Linked DNA regions of Mus musculus: region 2 is linked to region 1. A link is a contact called in public promoter capture Hi-C data. All regions are on one chromosome and are shown on one strand. Each heading gives the region's core, a stretch centred on a gene start, on an enhancer-like site or on the middle of the called end of the contact. The rest is flanking DNA. Distances are from core to core; before and after follow the strand shown. Region 1 holds the start of Fancl (Fanconi anemia, complementation group L). Region 2 has its middle 360 kb from the start of Gm25387.

The links. Promoter capture Hi-C pulls out the DNA fragments that hold promoters and counts their contacts.
Region 2: a promoter capture Hi-C map of hippocampal neurons shows a contact between it and region 1, with 2.1 times the contacts expected there. The contact joins the enhancer-like site here to the promoter of Fancl in region 1. A contact is called at or near these places in 7 of 39 promoter capture datasets (the C10 cell line, cranial neural crest, embryonic stem cells and 3 more), 3 of 115 datasets of contacts at active chromatin or transcription factors (astrocytes, embryonic limb bud and embryonic stem cells) and 2 of 9 other capture datasets (adipose tissue and liver).

Annotation. Positions count from the first base shown.
Region 1 is chr11:26,385,635-26,392,500 of GRCm38.p6, reverse strand. Fancl (Fanconi anemia, complementation group L) reads right to left here and starts at 5,417. Exons shown (of 14, transcript NM_025923.3): 1 at 5,191-5,417. The coding sequence starts at 5,286.
Region 2 is chr11:26,957,652-26,964,677 of GRCm38.p6, reverse strand. No RefSeq gene overlaps it. Among named protein-coding and RNA genes, the nearest start is that of Gm25387, 360 kb to the left of the region's middle. Within about 2 kb of position 2,442, at least 31 of the 459 cell types and tissues checked have an H3K27ac peak or open chromatin away from gene starts, as enhancers often do. A contact at or near this core is called in hippocampal neurons, where this site is marked.

The DNA.
Region 1 (6,866 bases), core at 4,168-6,667:
AAGGCTTATAAAAGTAAAGTAGCAAGGGGTAACTAGTACAAGAAGCATCATCACAGAACCAAAGGGCATTAACTGCATGGCAAAGAGGGGCTAGGGAGATATCTCCATAGATAAAAGCACTTGCTCTGCAAGCTTAAGGACTAAAGGTGGGATCCGAGACCCTAAATAAAAGCTCAATTCTTAACAGGCAAAGGCAAAGCATCTCAGAGACACAATGGCTGACAAGACTACACAGAATTTGCAAGTCCATGTGCAGCAAGAGAGCCTACCTTAATAAGTAATGTGACGAGTTATCGAGGCAAACATCCAATGTAAACCTCTGGTCTCCTAGACACACACACACACACACACACACACACACACACACTCACATACACAAATCACATAAGAAAGAGAAAGGAGGGAAACTATACCCTAGAAAAAGCAACAATGACATTTCCTTAATATCAATGGACTCAATTCCTCAATAAAAAGACATAGACCAACAGACTGGCTACATAAACAAGACTCAACATTTTGCTGCATACAGGAAACCCAACTCAGGAACAAAGACAGACACTTCCTCAGAGGAAAAGGCCGAAAAACAATTTCCCAAGCAAATGGTCCCAAGAAACAAGTTGGAGTACCCATTCTAATATGGAATAAAATTGACTTTCATCCTAAAGTTATCAAAAAAATAAAAGGAGGGACACTTCATACTCATCAAAGGTAAAATCTACTAAGATGAACTCTCAATTCTGAACATCTATGTACCAAATGCAAGGGCATCCACATTCATTAAAGAAACTAGTAAAGCTCAAAGCACCCATTGCATTGTACACAATAATAGCGGGAGACTTCAACACCCCACTCTCATCAATGGACAGATCATGGAAACAGAAATTGAACAGAGACACAGTGAAACTAAGAGAAGTTATGAAACAAATGGATTTAACAGCTATCTACAGAAAATTTTATCCTAAAACAAAAGGATATACCTTCTTCTCAGCACCTCATGGTACCTTCTCCAAAACTGAACATATAATTGGTCACAAAACAGGCTTCAATAGATACAAGAAGATTCAAATAATCCCATACATGCTATCAGATCCCCACAAACTAAGGTTGATCTTCAATAACAACATAGATAATAGAAAGCCCTCGTACATGCTGAGGGCTGAACAACACTCTACTCAATGATAACTAGGTCAAGGAAGAAAGAAAGAATGAAATCAAAGACTTTTTAGAGTTTAATGAAAATGAAGACACAACATACCCAAAGCAGTCCTAAAAGGAAAACTCATTATCTCTGACTGCCTCCAAAGAGAAATTAGAGGGAGCACACACTAGCAGCTTGACAGGATACCTAAAAGCTCTAGAACAAAAAGAAGCAAATTCACTTGAGAGGAGTAGACAGCAGGAAATAATCAAAATCAGGGCTGAAATCAACCAAATAGAAACAAAAAGAACTACACAAAGAATCAACCAAACCAGGAGCTGGTTTTTTGAGAAAATAAAAAAAGTAGATAAACCCTTACCAGACTAACTAGAGGGCACAAAGAAAGTATCCTAATTAACAAAATCAAAAATGAAAAGGGAGACATAACAACAGAAACTAAGGAAATCCAAAAAATAATCAGATCCTACTACAAAAGCCTTTACTCAACAAAATTGGAAAGCATGGATGAAATGGACAATTTTCTAGACAGATACCAGGTACCAAAGTTAAATCAGAATCAGATTAATGATCTAAACAGTCCCATATACCCTAAAGAAATAGAAACAGTCATAAATAGTTTCCCAACCAAATAAAAGCCCAGGACCAGATGGGTTTAGTGCAGAGTTCTATCAGACCTTCAAAGAAGACCTAATTCCAACTGTCTCCTGAGAGGGTCTGGCAGTGCCTGACAAATACAGAGGTGGATGCTCTCAGTCAACCACTGGACTGAACACAGGGTCCCCAATGAAGGAGCTAGAGAAAGGACCCAAGGAGCTGAAGGGGTTTGCAGCCCCATAGGAGGAACAACAATATGAACTAACCAGTACCCCAGAGCCCCCTGAGACTAAACCACCAATGAAAGAAAACACATGGTGGGACTCATGCCTCTGGCTGCATATGTAGCAGAGAATGGCCTAGTTGGTCATTAATAGGAGGAGAGTCCCTTGGTCCTGTGAAGATTCTATGCCCCAGTATAGGGGAATTCCAGGGCCAGGAAGTGGGAGTGGGTGTGTTGGGGAACAGGGAGAGCGAGGGGAGGGGGGGTTTAAGGGATTTTCAGAGGGCAAACTACGAAAGGAGACAACATTTGAAATGTAAATAAAGAAAATATCTAACAAAAAAAAGAAAGTAAGAAAGAAAGAAAAGAAAGACAGAAAAGGGTGAATATCATAAATAACTTTGTAAATCAATATATTCAGAAACCTATATGAAATTAACTCTTTGCCACAAACTACCAAAGCTCACTCAAGACAATAGGACCTAATAATAGAAAACATACTTTTCCTCTGCTCACAAATGATTCCTTCATGTAAAAACTGATTGTCAAGGTACCAAAGGTGATGTTTATAAACAATGGTAATTGTGGTGCAACTAAACTATAAGTTCTACCAAAGAGTAAAAACAAAAGTTAGAATAAAGAACTTCATGTAGAAATTATATAAGCTCCAAAATCCAGTGATGAGACACAATACCGAAGCATCTACCAGATCCTCTTAAAGCAGCATGATGAGGGAAGTGCAACACCTCAGAAGCATAGAAACAGAAAGTGTGCAAGCAAAATAAAGGAAGCAACACATACAATCACACATCAAAAAGAAGTAAGATGGGAAAACTGTTCCGTATAACAAAGCACCAATTCACAGATAGGTATGATAGTGTTAGAAAAGCCTTGAGAGATTTGACACCAATAATTACTATTTAGCTATTTAAGCCAAGAATCTAGTATTGAAAATCTGAAATATACAAAACCAATGCAGAGACCCACAGCCAAATATCAGATGGAACTTGGGAGTCTTGTGAAAGAGTTGGAGGAAGGATTGTGGGACTTGGAGGTACAGAGACTCAGGTCTCCACAAGAAAACCAAAAGGTTCAACCAACCTGGACCCTTGGGGGGCTCCAAGAGACTGAACCACCAACCAAAGGGCATACATGGGCTGGATCTAGGCCTCCATACACACATGTTTAAGAAAAGTGCAGCTTGGTCTTCACATGAGTCCCTCAACAACTGGAAAGAGTCCTGCCCCTGACTCTGCTGCCAGCCTGTGGATCCTGTTCCCTTAACTGAGTTGCCTTGTCTGATGTCAGTGGGAGACAATGTGTCTAGTCCTGCAATGGCTTCAGGTAGGTGCCGGGTGGGCTGGTTCCTGGGCAGAAGGGAGCAGCTCCCCTCCTCAGAGGAGAAGAGGAGGGGGGGGGGCTATGGGGGGGATGGGGAGAGTAATCAGGATGTAAAGTAAGTGAAGAAATAAATAAATAAATAAATAAATGGGAAAAATGGAACTAAAATGAATGAATGAATGAATGAATGAATGAATATGCAGTATATAAGTGAATGTGTAATGGCCCAAAGAACCTCACCGAAAAGTACTCGTTAATTTCAAAAGAAGATCTGGCAGAAGCCACACTAACCTAGTAACTGGCATTATTAATATCAACACTGGGAGTAGTTGACTTCATGTGCCTTGAAGGGAACACAGGACAGTTTCTGGGATGCCCCTGCCCAAACACATTCCCAGAATTCAATGGTGAGAAAATATCAAACCTAATAAGCTTAACTCTTAAAAATAAAATTCAAGTTAATAAAAACACAGACTAAGAACTGCTCCAAAAGAAGAGATAAGATAATTAAATACTCCATGAAATTTTACACCGCATAGCAGTTGTAGTAACTGTACTGAGGTTAGGTTTGAGTGGACCCTTGTTTTATGAAATGAGTGCTAAATTATTTAGAGATAAAACAGCAAGAAACGTATCTATGATTTAATCTCAAAGGGTAAGGTAAGTGTGTGCACAGGACCAACCACAATCACACTCAGGATAAAATCAGTTGTGCTGGATAGCTTTTAGACAGTGCTTAAGACTCAAAGGCATGCTTAAGGAATAAAAAATTAGAAATTACCTACATCGAAGGCTAACGTATTTCCGGTCTAATCTTATGGCTATAATTGTTTTCTAAAGTGCTATTGGAGATACAGACAAGTGATGTGAAACACTTGTTTCTGCCTGTCCTGTGCAACACTTGCCTGGCATGTGAATGGCTGCAGGTTCAATTCCCAGAACAGATGTGCACATGCATGCGCACAAATTCATTCTCTCTCTCTCTCTCTCTCTCTCTCTCTCTCTCTCTCTCTCTCACGTTTCTGAATGTTTCTGTAAATGTGAAAAACATTTTAACTGGATATTTCAACAGTTAAGCAAAAGGTGGCTAACTCATTTCCATCTATAATAAATTTTAGCCATTCTTTAAAGGTTCACATGGTTTGAAAATCCCTAAGGAAGTCCATGCTTCCTGTGTGTATATTTATCACAGAGAATTTTCTTAACTCCCAGGAATGTTTAGGGACAAGTGTTACTATTTAGAAAATCTGGTATCTGCTCAGCATTCTAGAGGTTGTTGCTTCAACACACGTGGAAATTAATGACTCCTGTCATTAAAGGGCAAGTTACACGTAGCTGAGTTTAATATTCAGAGGAAAAGTCCATAGTCAAAATCTTAAATTAAGGTAATTTGTTGTACCATGGGGGGGGGGGGGGGGGGGCCCGCTGGGGTGAGATTTTCTAAACAGTAAGAGTTTCAGAGGTAACTGACACCATCATAGTCAAGGTAGTCTCTCTAGATTTCCCAGGATCTGATTTCAACTATAAAATAATGGGGTTTGGATTTTTCTGTTTGTGTAGGTTCGGCTTAATAGTGGACCCTGAGTGCTCTATAAATCAAAATCGTAAGTGTAGTAACACACCGCCGTGATGAACTCTGGTTAAGACCTACAGAACTGCACCTCCCTCTTCCACCACCAGCCAGGCACCGGCGAGCCGCCCCGCCCACCCTGTGTCGCGCGGCGTCGCCACCTAGCGACCGCGCATGCGCAGAGTATCGGCGCTACTTCTCCAGGCTCTGCTACACTCTCCCAGCCAGGCAGCCGGAGACGCCGCGGTCAGGCTTTGCCACGAGTGACAGGCTCTCGCGCGACAGAACGACCCCTCAGGGTACCTGAGCCGAAATGAATCCCTCATACACAGTTTTCTCCCGGTTCTGAGGAAGTAGCAGCGGGAAATGGCGCAACAGGCTTGCTTCTGCTTCGTCCATGGCGCACAGGAATGGCCGCCGCACATGCGCAGTCTGCAAAGGGACGGGGCGGAAACCCGCTTCGGCGGGAAAAACTAACTGGTGGGTACGCTGCCCTGACCTGGACAATGAACTGGGCCAACTGGTCTGCTTAGTAGCAGGAGAAAGCAGGAGAAAGGAAGATCACTCACAAGTCCACAGGCCTGACGGTTCAGGATTATTCTGACCTTGACTGTCAAAAAATAAAACTAGCAAAATCCTCTTGTTGATTTCATTGAAGACTGATGCAACTCCAAAGCTGACTTTCCTACTTTGACAGGGCATTTACAGTGTGCCCATAGCATACTGTTTTTACCCTGAACCTGCCCCATCACCTCTCCTGTTCTTGCGTTTGCTCTGGACTAGATCTCCTGTATACTCCCAGTATACCCTTCAACCAAATGCATATGTAAATAAATTGTACATTCAATACATCATGTATATTGTATGCTGATTCAGTGTTGTACTGTTTTTAATTAGATATATTTAAAGGAAGCCCATAGAAATTGTGAGAGATTCAATTTATTCTTGAGGTGGTAGACTGACAAAATTTCCTATACATTCTGGTAACTTAGAAATGGTTACTCATTCACTCATTTCTAAATATAGATTTAAGAAAACGTGGGGGGAGGGGGTGTTGATTGTGTAAGAAACTTGTTAATAGTTACCATATGATAATTTGGCATTAGAATAAGTCACTTTTGATTCTACTATTTTTAAGATCACTGTAATATGTTAGTAAGTAAGATTGTGCAAAGATGAATAAGATATTCTTCCTATTCTTATTGCCCTCATTGAAGATTGGATTTTAAAAGATTAATAGATTGGCAGAATTTGTCACAATATTCTGAATGCTTGAAGAACACAAGAATGTTGTACTTGTTACACTAAGACTGTGGTTCGCAACCTTCTTAGTGACCCCCCCCAACCATAAAATTATGTTGTTGCTTCTTTGTAACCGTAATTTTGCTACTGTTATGAATCACAATTTAAGTGTTTTTGGAGAACCAGTATGATAAGACTTTCTCAAAATGTGACTCAGATTGCAGTGTTGTCAGCACTAAAAAAAAAAAAAAAAAAAAAAGGTACACAACTTTATACAAGTGTTACAGCTCTGAGGAGAAAGGTTTCCCCAATGCAAGTGTTGCAACTCTGAGGAGAAAGGTATCCTGGCAGTCTGGAGCCAAAGAATATTACACAATCCCACAATACAACAGACCTCACACAAGAAGATTATTAGAAAAAATACAGGAGGATGGCTGCATCTGCTTGGGGAAAAAGCAGCAAAGAACTAAGCTAGAAACAGGCTTTACACAGGGATTCTTTGGGAGTTTTTCAGGGTGGGGATTGGTGGGACTCCAAGTTTGAGTTTTAGGCTATCTCAGGGATTGGTGGGTTTTCAAGCAAAGGGATTGGTAAGTGAGCTAGGACACTTTTTTTTACCATACAATTAAGGAAACAAAAGTTTACCACTGAGGGATTCGGGGCATACAACCTTGGCATTTGAATAAACAACAAAACCTAGATCAATCCAATCACCTCTGGCCCCCCACAGCAGCTCC
Region 2 (7,026 bases), core at 1,193-3,692, 580 kb before region 1:
ACCCAAGAGGATGCCATTTCTTACACAATTTCCTCAACAGTACTTCTCATAAGAAGACTATGGGGGCATTTCTTTGCCACAGCAAAAAGCCAACAGAGTATTCTGATCTTACCACCCACATATCCAAAGCCTCTGTCACTGGCATCATTATACTGTCAGCAGGTCTCTTCACTCATGGACCAATGCTAAGCCTATTTCCTTAGATAACGTATCCCAATAGAGGAAAACAGTTCCAAACTCAGCACTTCTCAACATGAAGGTCAAGCACTGGGTGCTGTGCCCTGAACTCTGGATTTGGAGACCTAGTTCCACCCATAGTCTTGACCCGTCAAAAAGTCTTCAGAACTCATCTGTGGATAACAGCTATGACTATGGGATCCAGTTGACCACTGAAACAGCACTTTAAAGAATCAGGGCTACAGTAGAGCATGTAGAAATGTCTGGTATGAATTATTATTTAATAAGTCAAGGCTATTGTCAAGGTTAATATGTCAAGGTTATAACACAATATTTAATAAATAAATACATCTACATACAGCTACACCTCTTAAGTATTAATTTGGGAAATTCAAAGAATGACTGAGTCCAAGGTGTGGTCTGAGCTCTATTGACTGTTGAAATTTCAGTCTGAAAAGTAATCTAAAGTCCTTCAGTTAGTTTTTGAAAGACAAAACAGCCATCTTGGGGAGGCAGTAAGGGTGTCCTCTCCCTTCCCTCCGGAAGCAGAGGCTCTGAGGCTGCCAGGTAAATGGCACACACACATTGCATAGAGCATATCTCCACAGGCCCCATAGCAACGACTTTCAACTCTTTTCCTCTCCTGATTTGCTCTTTCTCCCTCTATCACTAGCCCTGATCAATGCAGCAGGTCAGCCTGAAAGAATGGACAGCCTCCAAGCCACATACATTTAAACCACTTTAATGCAAATATTGATCTTAGGAAAAAGGACACAGAATGGGCTCCCACCCCCTACATACACACACTTTTTAGTGAACGTGCCTTTTTCCTAGGGTTCTACTACCCATAATAAAATAAATCCCGTAGAGCAGTATTCTAGCATCTTTTATTCACAGGAATGCAGAAGTCACCCAAGAGATGGGCCAAATTCAATGCCAAGTATGCAAACCTCCTTTGTAGGTACTTTGGTAGACTATTGAGTCATATTCTCTTAATCACGCTTGGAACCCTTCTCATATTTCCTAGGGGAGCTATTCTGGTCCACACAAAGGCACACTATCAGAGTGGGTGTGGTATTTTGAATCACAGGAGTAGTTGTGCAACACCCATGTCCACTATTCGAACATTTATTTCTTGTGTACCCAAGATTATCAAAGCATTGTAGCAGAAAGCCACTGTCCAAGAGGCAGAATTAGCAACAGCGTCCAAGTAGGAGCTGAAGCCCAAAAGGAGAGAGATCAAGGGCAGGAAGGAATTCTAAGGGCCACTTTGAAATTCGAAACTAAAAAGATCTGATATTCTATCTGTAGGCATTTTCAGGCTAGAATAGGGTGGCGGTTGGGAGGGGGAGAAAGGAGAAGAAAAACTGCGTGTACAAAGAAAGCTTGCTTGGCCTGTGGCCAAGAAAAGAGGCATCACAAACTGGGAGGAGTTTGAAGGCAACACAAAAGAACCTAGAGCCAAAGGACAGAGGGGGAGACAACCCAACTTAAAAGCTCTGGGCCAATGCTGGTTGCTTCAAAGCCGTGCTAGCTTCTTATACATGTTTGTCTCCCCCAACACCAAGGGTTTGTCACTGCTGTTGTCATCTCCAGTGACTGGAAAGCAAAATAAAGCTGCACAGGCTCCCCCACCTCTACTGAGATGGCTTCAGACATGGAAATAGCCCAGTACAACCTTCACCACAAAGGAGCGTTCCTCTCTCGCTTCCCTTTGCTCCCTGAGACGCATCTTTATGCAAAGGGGCAGATGTCATCATGACAGGGACCAGGAGATGTGTACATCAGGTGGACAGAATGTTCACTGTGGGCTTATCAGCCTAAAAGCTGCAGATAACTGGAGGTGAAGAGAGAACTGAGTGGTATGCAAAGTGGGAGGCCAGCTAGGCAGAAGGAAGCCTTTGACCTTGGAGAGGCGAGGCGGAGTCGTACCAAAGTGTAGGGTGGGAGTGGGGGAATGGAATGAGGAATTCCGTGCTGTAATATATTCTGGTAAAAATGGGGCTGTCATCTTGAGCTACAAGTTAGAAAGTTATTACTTTTAATATGCCACTACCTTAGGCCTATACTGTTATGTAAAAGAAAAATAACCTTGTGTGACAGTTTAACATTGATCGATGTGCCTGCCAAACGCGAAGAGATAAATAAGCAGGTGATGAATAAACACCACTTCAAGTAAAGACATTACGCCGCATGCATAAAACGGCGCCAGGCACCTAGGAGCTGTGGGTGGCCGAAGGTTGGCCATTTCATGCCCACTCAGTAAAGCAGACTTAATCGCTTCCAATATTTTCTGTTAAAAAGCACGCTTAATGAGCCAATTTCACAAGCCCAGAGAAACTGATTATTATCTCCGAGTTCCAACAGAGTTGGTTGTTTTCCAAGAGCCAGCTCTTTTTTTTCCTTGATGGGATAAAATCCTTTTTTAAAAGAGAGAGAGAAAAGAGAGAGGGGTGCCAGAAGAGAGAGAGAGAGAGAGAGAGAGAGAGAGAGAAGAGAGAGAAGGGGGAGTGAGAGAGGGAGGGAGGGAGAGAGGGAGGGAGGGAGGGAGGGAGAGAGAGAGAGAGAGAGAGAGAGAGAGAGAGAGAGAGAGAGAGAGAGAGAGAGAGAGAGAGAGAGAGAGAGAGAGAGAGAATATGTGAGCCAAGGAGCCAGCCTGAGGGCACAGACTCCTGCTCACCAGGCAAGAATGGCCGCTAGATGGCAGTGTTACCCTGCAATCTGCCCCAGGGCCCAACTAGGTCTGGACAGAAAGCTAGGAGGGTAATTAAAGCTCAAAGCAGCCGCCTGAAGAGTTCACACCCTACCACAGTGCAGGCCCTTTGTCCAGTTTCTTCATGCCCAAGCAGCTAGAAGGCAAGAGACAAAGGGACAGCCCCCAAAGGCCTCCGTCCCTCTAACAAGCAAGGTTTGAGCATTGCCTGCTAGGCTTCCTTTCTTTGGGTGCAAGAGTCCTTTCTCTGGTGACATATTTACACGGAGAGCTTGGCCATCACTGTGTACCTTACAGGATGAAGCAGACGACTACTGGGGGCAAAAATTCCAGAAGACAGAAATCTCACCTTTACCTTTTTTTATTTTTTTCAGGAGAGTGGCCCCTTTTCTTTTCTTTTCTTTTCTTTTCTTTTCTCCTTTTCTTCTCTTTTTCTTTTCCTTTTCCCCTTTTCTCTTCTATGCACTTTGCACACTCCCCCGCCCCCACAACGTTTGTTTTTGTTTGTTTTTGTTTTTGTTTGTTTGCATAGTTTCAGTAAGAGGTCTACAAAAATGGATACGAATAGGGTGGAAAATGGATACGAATAGGGTGGAGGGAAAGAGAAAGACAGTGCCCATGATGGTGAGAACAGGAACATATAACACTTTGTGTTTCTGACTGAGTTCATGAGAAGGCAGCTCACTGAAGGCCTGAGAAGTACTTTTCTTTCTGGTTAGAAGTTGCTCCTGTAATAACAGACTATGACAGAAAAGCATTCGTATTTTCTCGCCTTGTTTTATAAAATGACAGGTGCATAAGGAAACAAACACCCAAAGATGGAGGGAAAGGTGTGTGTTTGCTTGCTTGTGCTTGGTGAGGTCCAGCTCGCCAAGGCTAGCAAGGACCCTTGAGGTCTTTTGCCTGTCCTTTTGTCTCCAGGATGACACCTGCCCAGTGAGGCTCTTGAGTAACTTCTCTGCTTCGGGTGCCTTCTCCAGTCACCTGTGGTAAATACGCTCTGGAGTTGGTCCTTTCTACAGTTCCGTTTCTGTTTTATCCCTAGCATCTCTGCTTTGCTGCTCTACAGAAGCAGACTCCAAGTGGTATTTTCTCTGAAGCTTCTAAATGCTCCTCAGACGTCCTGATTCTTCTCTGTAATGGACCAATCGTTGCTAAGCATTACTTCATTCTTCTCTCATAGGTGTCTAGAAGTAAAAGATAAGAGCCGAGAATTATTTTTGCTCTATTGCTAACTCTCTTCTCCTTTGAATCATCAGAGACAAAATTAACCTCAAAATTCATGAATTTAATACTTCTGTCACACATCTTGAGAACATTCTCTTACAGAAAAAGAACACACATCAATTATTTGGTTAGCTGATAAGAAATGAAAGGCCAAGTTTGGAAAATGTTCAAGTTTTCTATGAATATTCATAAATAATGAACTTGCATCTCAAAATTTTCGCATCACAAAAGTTAAAAGAACATACATAGTAAGTGATATCTGAATGTATCATTTCTGAGAGGGGAGGGTCCCCCAGACGTCCACTGTCTTTTCCCACAACAGTGTGTTAGGCACTGTGAACAGAGCCTGGGTCTACTGTCCTCGAGCACACTGGCTGGTGGCTTCAAAACAGTAATGAGGTCAAGGAGAACGGTCTCCAGAGTTGGTCCCTTGCCTGGACCTAGGAGGTCCTTGATGGCTGCTGGACTTAATTAGTTGAAGAGCCAGGAAAGAATAATCGTGTTGCCTAGGGCTGCCACAAATGGATACTGTACACCAGCTGGCTTGAGAAGACAGAGACTACCTTTTTTTTCACCATTTTGGTAGTTTCAAGTGTGCAGTGTTCAGTTCTGAGGGAAAATGCATTCCTTTCCTGTGTTCAAGCTTCCAGAGGCTGCCAGCCCTGGAAAGTTACCACGTGACATGTCAGGTGGGGTAGATAATTCATAAGATGGTGGCAATAATCACGGTACCTTGTAAATCAAATGCTAATTTGCAAGCCTTAAATACATATAACTTGTAAAATGGATATTTATTAATAAGGGGATGGTTTGCAATTCAATCCAGCTCTGAGGTCACTTGCAGCAAGAATGCTGGAGGATACGGCATCCCAAAAACTTCGGATCATGCCTCCCAGTCAGTAAGAAAGATGAGAGGGTCAATTCGAACTCTTCTACATGCTAGTTGAACCTGCACCATTTGTTGAAAATGCTGTCTTTTTTCCACCAGATGGTTTTAGCTCCTTTGTCAAAGATCAAGTGACCATAGAAGTGTGGGTTCATTTCTGGGTCTCCAATTCTATTCCATTGATCTACCTGTCTGCCACTGTACCAGTACCATGCTGTTTCTTATCACACTTGCTCTGTAGTACAGCTTGAGGTCAGGCATGGTGATTCCACCAGAGGTTCTTTTATTGTTGAGAATAGATTTGCTATCCTAGATTTTTTTTGTTATTCCAGATGAATTTGCAAATTGCTCTTTCTAACTCTGTGAAGAGTTGAGTTGGAATTTTGATGAGGATTGCATTGAATCTCTAGATTGCTTTCAGCAAGATAGCCATTTTTACTATATTAATCCTGCCAATGCATGAGGATTGGACTTCAGAGACTTGAAGTTCTTATCATACAAATCTTTGACTTCCTCAGTTAGAATCACACCAAGGTATTTTATATTATTTGTGACTATTGTGAAGGGTGCTGTTTCCCTAATTTCTTTCTCAGTTTATCCTTTGTGTAGAGGAAGACCACTGATTTGTTTGGGTTAATATTATTTCCAGATACTTCACTGAAGTTTTTTTTTTTAATCAGGTTTAGGAGAATGGAAATTAATCCATTCTTATGTCCTTGTACAAAGTTCAAGTCTAAGTGGATCAAGGAACTCCACATAAAACCAGAGACACTGTAACATACAGAGGAGAAAGTGGGGAAGAGCCTCAAAGATATGAGCACAGGGGAAAACTTCCTGAACAGAACAGCAATGGCTTGTGCTGTAAGATCAAGAATCCACAAATGGGACCTTATAAAATTGCAAAGCTTCTGTAAGGCAAAGGACACTGTCAATAAGACAAAAGGCCACCAACAGATTGGGAAAAGATCTTTACTACTTCTAAATCCGATAGGGGGCTAACATCCAATATATGCAAAGAACTCAAGAAGTTGGACTCCAGAAAACAAAATAACCTTATTAAAAATGGGGTAGAGAGCTAAACAAAGAATTCTCAACTGAGGAATACCGAATGGCTGAATAGCACCTAAAAAAAAGTTCAACATCTTTAATCATCAGGGAAGTACAAATCAAAGCAACCATGAGATTCTACCTCACACCAATCAGAATGGCTAAGATCAAAAACTCAGGTGACAGCAAATGCTGGCAAGGATGTGGAGAAAAAAGAACACTCCTCCATTGCTGGTGGGATTGCAATCTGGTACAACCATTCTAGAATCAGTTTGGCAGTTCCTCAGAAAACTGACATAGTACTACAGGAAGATCCAGCAATACCTCTCCTCGGTATATACCCAGAAAATGTTCCAAATTGTAATAAGGACACATGCTCCACTATATTCATAGTAGTCTTATTTATCACAGCCAGAAGTTGGAAAGAACCCAGATCTTCCTCAACAGAGGAATGGATACAGAAAATGTGGTACATTTACACAATGGAGTACTACGCAGCTATTAAAAACAACAAATTTATGGAATTCTTAGACAAATGGATGGATCTGGAGGATATCATCCTGAGTGAGGTAACCCAATCACAAAAGAACACACATGATATGCACGCACTAATGAGTGGAATTAGCCCAGAAACTCAGAATACCCAATTTGCAAAACACATGAAACTCAAGAATAAGGAAGACCAAAGTGTGAATACTTCGATCCTTCTTAGAAGGGGGAACAGAATACCCATGGAAGGAGTTACAGAGACAAAGTGTGGAGTAGAGGCTGAAGGAATGACCATCCAGAAGCTGCCCCACCTGGGGATCCATCCCATAAATAACCACCAAACCCAGACACTATTGCAGATGCCAACAAGATTTTTCTGACAGAAGCCTGATATAACTGTCTCCTGAGAGGCTCTGCCAGTGCCTGGCAAATATAGAAGTGGATGCTCACAGTGATCCATTGGTCAGAGCACAGTGTTCTCAATGAA